2 separate regions of the Sus scrofa genome follow, and region 2 is linked to region 1. The links are chromatin contacts, called in public HiChIP or PLAC-seq maps. All regions are on one chromosome and are shown on one strand. Each heading gives the region's core, a stretch centred on a gene start, on an enhancer-like site or on the middle of the called end of the contact. The rest is flanking DNA. Distances are from core to core; before and after follow the strand shown.

The links. HiChIP or PLAC-seq counts read pairs in DNA pulled down with a chosen protein or histone mark.
Region 2: an H3K27ac HiChIP or PLAC-seq map of alveolar macrophages shows a contact between it and region 1. The contact joins two enhancer-like sites. A contact is called at or near these places in 2 of 2 datasets of contacts at active chromatin or transcription factors (alveolar macrophages and skeletal muscle).

What each region holds. Positions count from the first base shown.
Region 1 is chr13:34,961,277-34,963,977 of Sscrofa11.1, reverse strand. LOC100153598 (store-operated calcium entry regulator STIMATE) reads left to right here. Exons shown (of 10, transcript XM_021068951.1): 4 at 2,293-2,414. Among named protein-coding and RNA genes, the nearest start is that of ITIH4, 19 kb to the right of the region's middle. Within about 2 kb of position 1,282, at least 5 of the 83 cell types and tissues checked have an H3K27ac peak or open chromatin away from gene starts, as enhancers often do. A contact at or near this core is called in alveolar macrophages, where this site is marked.
Region 2 is chr13:35,326,654-35,329,795 of Sscrofa11.1, reverse strand. No RefSeq gene overlaps it. Among named protein-coding and RNA genes, the nearest start is that of PRKCD, 37 kb to the right of the region's middle. Within about 2 kb of position 1,830, at least 8 of the 83 cell types and tissues checked have an H3K27ac peak or open chromatin away from gene starts, as enhancers often do. A contact at or near this core is called in alveolar macrophages, where this site is marked.

The DNA of each region.
Region 1 (2,701 bases), core at 33-2,532:
ACTGGGCGAGCTCGGGGACTCCATCCCCTGGTGCTGCCTTGACCACACCACTCTCCCTTGAACCTCCATTGGCCTCTGCAAAACGATGATCCAGCTTTAAGGGGGACATTGATAAGCTAGATCACAGCTGGGATGGAATAGGGGCTGCTGAGAGATCTCGAGTGCTCAGCCAGTGGAGAAAAGGCCCAAATGGGGTAGATGTGGTGAAAAGAGCTCTTGACTGAGGATCCAGGCTGCGGGAAGGTGATATAACTTCTCCAAGCCTCCGTTTCCTCATCCCGATCCCCAGGATCACTGTGAAGGATTCATGAGATGATGGGTATATGCAGCATTGGAAGCCCCAGGAACACTTATCATCAAACATGTTAATAGCTCAGTCAGAGGATATTGTTAAAACCAGAGCTCCAGCAGTCAGTTGAAGAGCCGTTGCGGGGAGACTAGGCGGGCAGAGCAGGGCCTTGCCCCACACAGTGGAGAGGTCCTGGCCTGTGGAGGAGCGACTGCTGCAGTGGGATCCATTCCAGCCCCACCACCTTGCCGTGCCCCGTGACTGGTTATAGATTGGAGAGGTCTTAGGCTGGACCAGGGGCATCTTGGGAGTCTGCAGACCTGAGGGGAAGCCAGTCAGTTCAAGGAGAGGAGAAACTTGCAAAGGGATGTGGGAGTTGAGTTCTTTCCAATGGCTGCAGGAGGCCCCAGTGCTGGGGCTACTACTCTGGGTGGCTATTCAGCTTTTGTGGCATCTGGGCTGTGATTCTAACAGCACATTTGTGGAGTGCTTCCTCTATGGCAGGCATTGTTCACAGGTATTGACTTGTTTGATCGTCATGACAGCCCTGCAATATAGATACTTTAATTATCCTCATTTTATAGTTAGAGAACTGAGGCACAGAGAGATTATATAACTTAATCAGGTTCACACACCTAAAGAGTGACGGAGTTGAGATTTGAACCCAGCCAATCTGGCTCCAGGGCCCACAGGATACCTTGTTGTCTGCCAGTCTTGCCTGTGTTGAGTATAAAGTCTAGAGCTTTCTGTCTTTAATCCCAAGGCCAGGCATACAGTAGTAGGCTCAAATCAGTTTGGTGAGGGCATTGAATGAACTAATGCATATGTGTGTATCAGGAGCTCTTGATATTTTCAGGATGGGTCTCAGATACCAGAACCACTTGAAACCAGTGCAGTTTAAGCATCTGAGAGCAGCATTAGCCTAGAGCCAGAGCTCAGCTTGTGAACTTGCAGAAAGTGCCTGGGAACCAGTTGCTATGTTTTCTCTAGTATCTGGTCTAAGAGTGACCCCTTGTGCTTTTAAAGAGGAAGGGCACGCAGGAGGAAAATGCAACCCCTCCCTCTGGTTTTCTTGCCCCTCCAGGGCTGGCAGGACCACGAGTGTGCTCCCTCAGGTTTCAGAGTGCTATGCACGTCACTGGGGCCAGCCTTCGGGTGAGGGCTGTACGGCTGCATAAGATGTCTCAAGTCTCAGCAACTCAAAAGTGCCATGGCTGGTCTGTGGTATCTGATGCTTCTCTTGGGGTTGGGGGTGATGGTTTCCAAGCCATGTGGCCTCCCAGAGGGTTGGGAAGCTGGGGCCTTGGTTATTGCTGACCAGTGAGATCTGAGTACAGGGCCCTCAAGGGAGGACCAGTGGGCAAGGGGCTTTTCCTTGGTGAAGGAAGAAATGCGTGTCGGACAAATGGAAACAGACCCCACAAGACCAAGAGGTCAGGGTGGGCATGCTCTTCTGATCCTCCTCTCCTTCCTCCAGCACCTTGCCTTTTCCGAGTAGCACTTAAGCTCGCTCTTTGGAAATGCTTGCTCTTTCCTCCATAGCAGGCTCTGAAGCACAGGGATGAGCTCTGGTCTGGGAAACCCCAGGGGCCATTCCCCGGATGTTCTGGTGCTGCGCTGTCTTGGGGCCTTGGAAGGGCCAGACCATCTGGGAGGGAAGAGTTACTGAACAAATTTTTTTTTATTAATTCTGTTTTCCTGTCAGCCTCTTTGGCTGCTCCCAGGCACTCTGCTTTGTGTCAGTCTTTGTTTGGCAAGAACACTTGAGATCTTTCAAGTTTCTTGGTCCCTCGCAATGCTATGTCCTGGGGAGGGAGGCTTTCCTAGGCTCCTGGAAGTGAGCACTTCAGCTTCCTGCACTTGCACCCTTAAGGCTCCTGCCTCCCAGAACAGGGTGGCGCAAAGTGCTGGGTCCCCAGCCTTGACCTTGTCCCTGCAAGCACACAGAACCCAGTTCCCTAGATGGTGCTTCCTGACCATGCCACTGTGCCCTCTCCTCACAGGTACCTCATCAACTTCCTCCTGGACGCCACTGTGGGCATGTTGCTCATATACGTGGGTGTGCGTGCTGTTAGCGTCCTGGTGGAGTGGCAGCAGTGGGAGTCCCTACGTTTTGGCGAATATGGTAACGTACCATTGACACAGAATGGGGTGTGAAGGGTGCCCACCTCACTAGAGGCATGGGGGCGGCTCTCAGTTTGGAAGGTGTTTGGTAGGGAGCTACCTCTCTTTCCACTGCATGTCTGCTTGTCTTATCTCTGGGCCATTCCACTCCTGGAGTTCAAAGATCAGGACTGGAGGGCCCATCCCCCCACCCTGGGGCCCAAGTCATTTGCTGTCTCCAGACCGTGGGCTGGCTGCCCACCGAGCATCTGGCATGTATGGTCACCAGGGGCACCAGGTGCATCCTTA
Region 2 (3,142 bases), core at 581-3,080, 370 kb before region 1:
ATTTTATTATTTTTGTTTGTTTTTTTTTTTTGCCTTTTCTAGGGCCGCTTCCTGTGGCATATGGAGGTTCCCAGGCTAGGGGTCGAATCGGAGCTGTAGCCGCCGGCCTACACCAGAGCCATAGCAACGCCAGATCCGAGCCACGTCTGCGACCTACAGCACAGCTCACGGCAACACCAGATCCTTAGCCCACTGAGCAAGGCCAGGGATTGAACCTGCAACCTCTTGGTTCCTGGTGGGATTCATTAACCACTGTGCCACGAGGGGAACTCCCACGCCCAACTACTTTAAATCAATCAGCCACCATTAACTCACCTGACTGGGTATTAGGTCAGGCTCCCCCAGCTGGGATCAATGATGGGAGGAAAAGGCTCAGATGGAAAAAGGAACTTTGGGAGAGAAAAGGCAAAGGGATAAGCACAGCCCACCATCAAAATACCTTTCATTTCCAACCTCCATTCACAACCACCAGCCAAGCTTTTCAGATGCCAATGCCCAAGCAAACCTACAGCTTGAAAACTACAAGGACAAGATCCAAGCCAAGTATTTCTGGGTTCAGAGACCTCCCTTTAGAGAATCAAATGGAAGTCACCACAGACAGCCTGTTAAAGTGTCTGGGGACTGGGCCACCTGACCAAGCTGGAAGCACCCCATCAAATGGGGAAGGCAGAATCATGTCTCCTGTGTGAGGTGAGGCAATTTGGGCCAGAGAGTCTGAGGCACCCTGTAACCAACCCCTCCACTCTGGTCACACTGGGGTTCTGCCAACCTCATATCCAACACTGTCTCTGAGCTGGTGGTGCGGCATGAAGCTGCAGGTGGGCTCTGCTGTGTGCTCTGGCGCCCTCTAGCAACCATCTGCTCTAACAACTCTCAGCCCTTCTTCCAGTCTCCCTCCCCAGTCCCGGTGCTATGCTGGCCTTAAGTACCTGCCAGGCTGATTTAGCTCCTCCTCTCCCTTAAGCATAATGAAGTGCCCTACAGAAGTGGGTATTTCTTTCTGTCTTTTTTTTTTTTTTTTTTTTTTGTCTTCTTGTCTTTTCTAGGGCCTCATCCGTGGCATATGGAGGTTCCCAGGCTAGGGGTCTAATCAGAGCTGTAGCTACTGAGCCACATCTGTGACCTACACCACAGCTCACGGCAACACCAGATCCTTAACTGAAGTGGGTATTTCTCTCTCAGAGTCTCCCAGGGCACTCATCACTCCCTACTCAAGCCCATTACTTTAAGTTAATCAGCCACTTTATGTCATGTGACCAGCTTTAAATTAAACAGTCGTCTTTAATTCATGTGACCTGGTTTTAGGTCAGATTCCACCAGCAGGGGTCAAAGACAGAAGGTAGAAGCTCAGATGGAAAAAGGACAAACTTTGGGGAGGATTCTCAAGAAAAAGGACACAGGGTTGAGCAAAGGCTGCCCACCAAAGTACCACCACTTCTACACACTCCACTTTCAAGACCACCACGCCCAGTTTCCAGATGCCAGTGCTCACACAAACCTGCAGCTTGAAAACTGCAAGGATAAGAGTCAAGACAGGTATTACTGGGTAGATTCCTGCCTCTGGAGAATCAAAACGCAGTCAGACCCTGCACAGCCTCTTAAAATGTCTCTCCACTCGGCCATAAGACCATGCTGGAAGTGCCCCATCAAATGAGAAAGCAGAACTAGTTGCCTCTGTCAGGCGAGGCAGTTTGGACTGGAGAGTCAAGGGTGGCTGTGTAACCTACCCTTCTCTCAGGGCACATCAAAGAGATCTGCCAAGCCCATCCCCAACTCTGTCTTTGCACCTGGAGGTGGCGCCAGAGAGCTGCAGATGGGCTCAGAGGGTGCTCTGGTGCCCTCTAGTGGCTGTCCCCTCTAACACCAACACTCAGCCCTTCCTCTTGCCTCGCTCTCCTGCCAGGGGCTGTGCTGTCCTTGAGCACTTGCCAGCCTGTTTTCCTTCCTCCTCACCCTCTAAGCACAGTAAGGTGCCCTACAGAGGGATGTATTTCTCTCTCAAAGTCTCCGAGGTCAGGAGTTCCCGTCGTGGCGCAGTGGTTAAGGAATCCGACTAGGAACCATGAGGTTGAGGGTTCGGTCCCTGCCCTTGCTCAGTGGGTTAACGATCCGGCGTTGCCGTGAGCTGTGGTGTAGGTTGCAGACGCGGCTCGGATCCCGCGTTGCTGTGGCTCTGGCTTAGGCCGGTGGCTACAGCTCCGATTCGACCCCTAGCCTGGGAACTTCCATATGCCGCGGGAGCGGCCCAAGAAATAACAAAAAGACAAATAAATAAATAAATAAATAAAATTAAAAAAGAAAAAAAGTCTCCGAGGTCAATGACCCCTTCCTGCACAACACTACAACTTTAAATCTGTCTGCCGCCTGCCTCCTGCAGAATCAAGAAAGCCAACTTTAATTCAATCACCCTCCCTTAATTTACATGACATGGCATTAGGTCAGGCCCCCATAAAAGGAGGAAGAAGCTCAGATGGAAAAGGAGGAAGGAAGTTTGTGGAGAACTCTCAAGAGAAAAAGCAAAGTAATGAGAACGGCCAGTGCACCAAAACATCATTGCTTTTCTCATTCCGTTCAGGACCATCAGCCCTTTTTTCCAGATGCCAACCCAGACAGAAACCCGTAGCTTAAGAAAATGCAAGTCCTACATTGAAGCCGAGTATTTCTAGGTCCAGAATCCTTCCTCTGAAGAAACAAAGTCAATAAAATCCCTAACTGTTAAACTGTCTGGCCACCAGGCCACATGGCCAGGCTGGAAGTCCCCATCAGGATGCTTAAGGGACAACTACATCTCCTCTGTGAAGTGAGGCAATTTGGGCTGGAGAGTCAGAGGTGCCTTGTAATCAACTCTTCATCTCTGGACACATCCTGCACCACAGGGTGGACGCATTTTCGGTTGTCGTTTGTTTGTTTTTGGTTTGGTTTTGTTTCTGGCCACACCTGCAGCATACAGAAGTTCCCAGGCCAAAGACTGAATCTGAGCCACAGCTGCAACCTATGTTGCCAACCAGTTGCAGCAACACGGGATCTTTAACCCACTGTGCCAGGCCAAAGATCCAACCAGTGCTGCCACAGAGACAAGATGGATCATTAACCCACTGTGCCACGGTGGAAACACCTTTTTTTTTTTTCCTTTTTAGGCCAT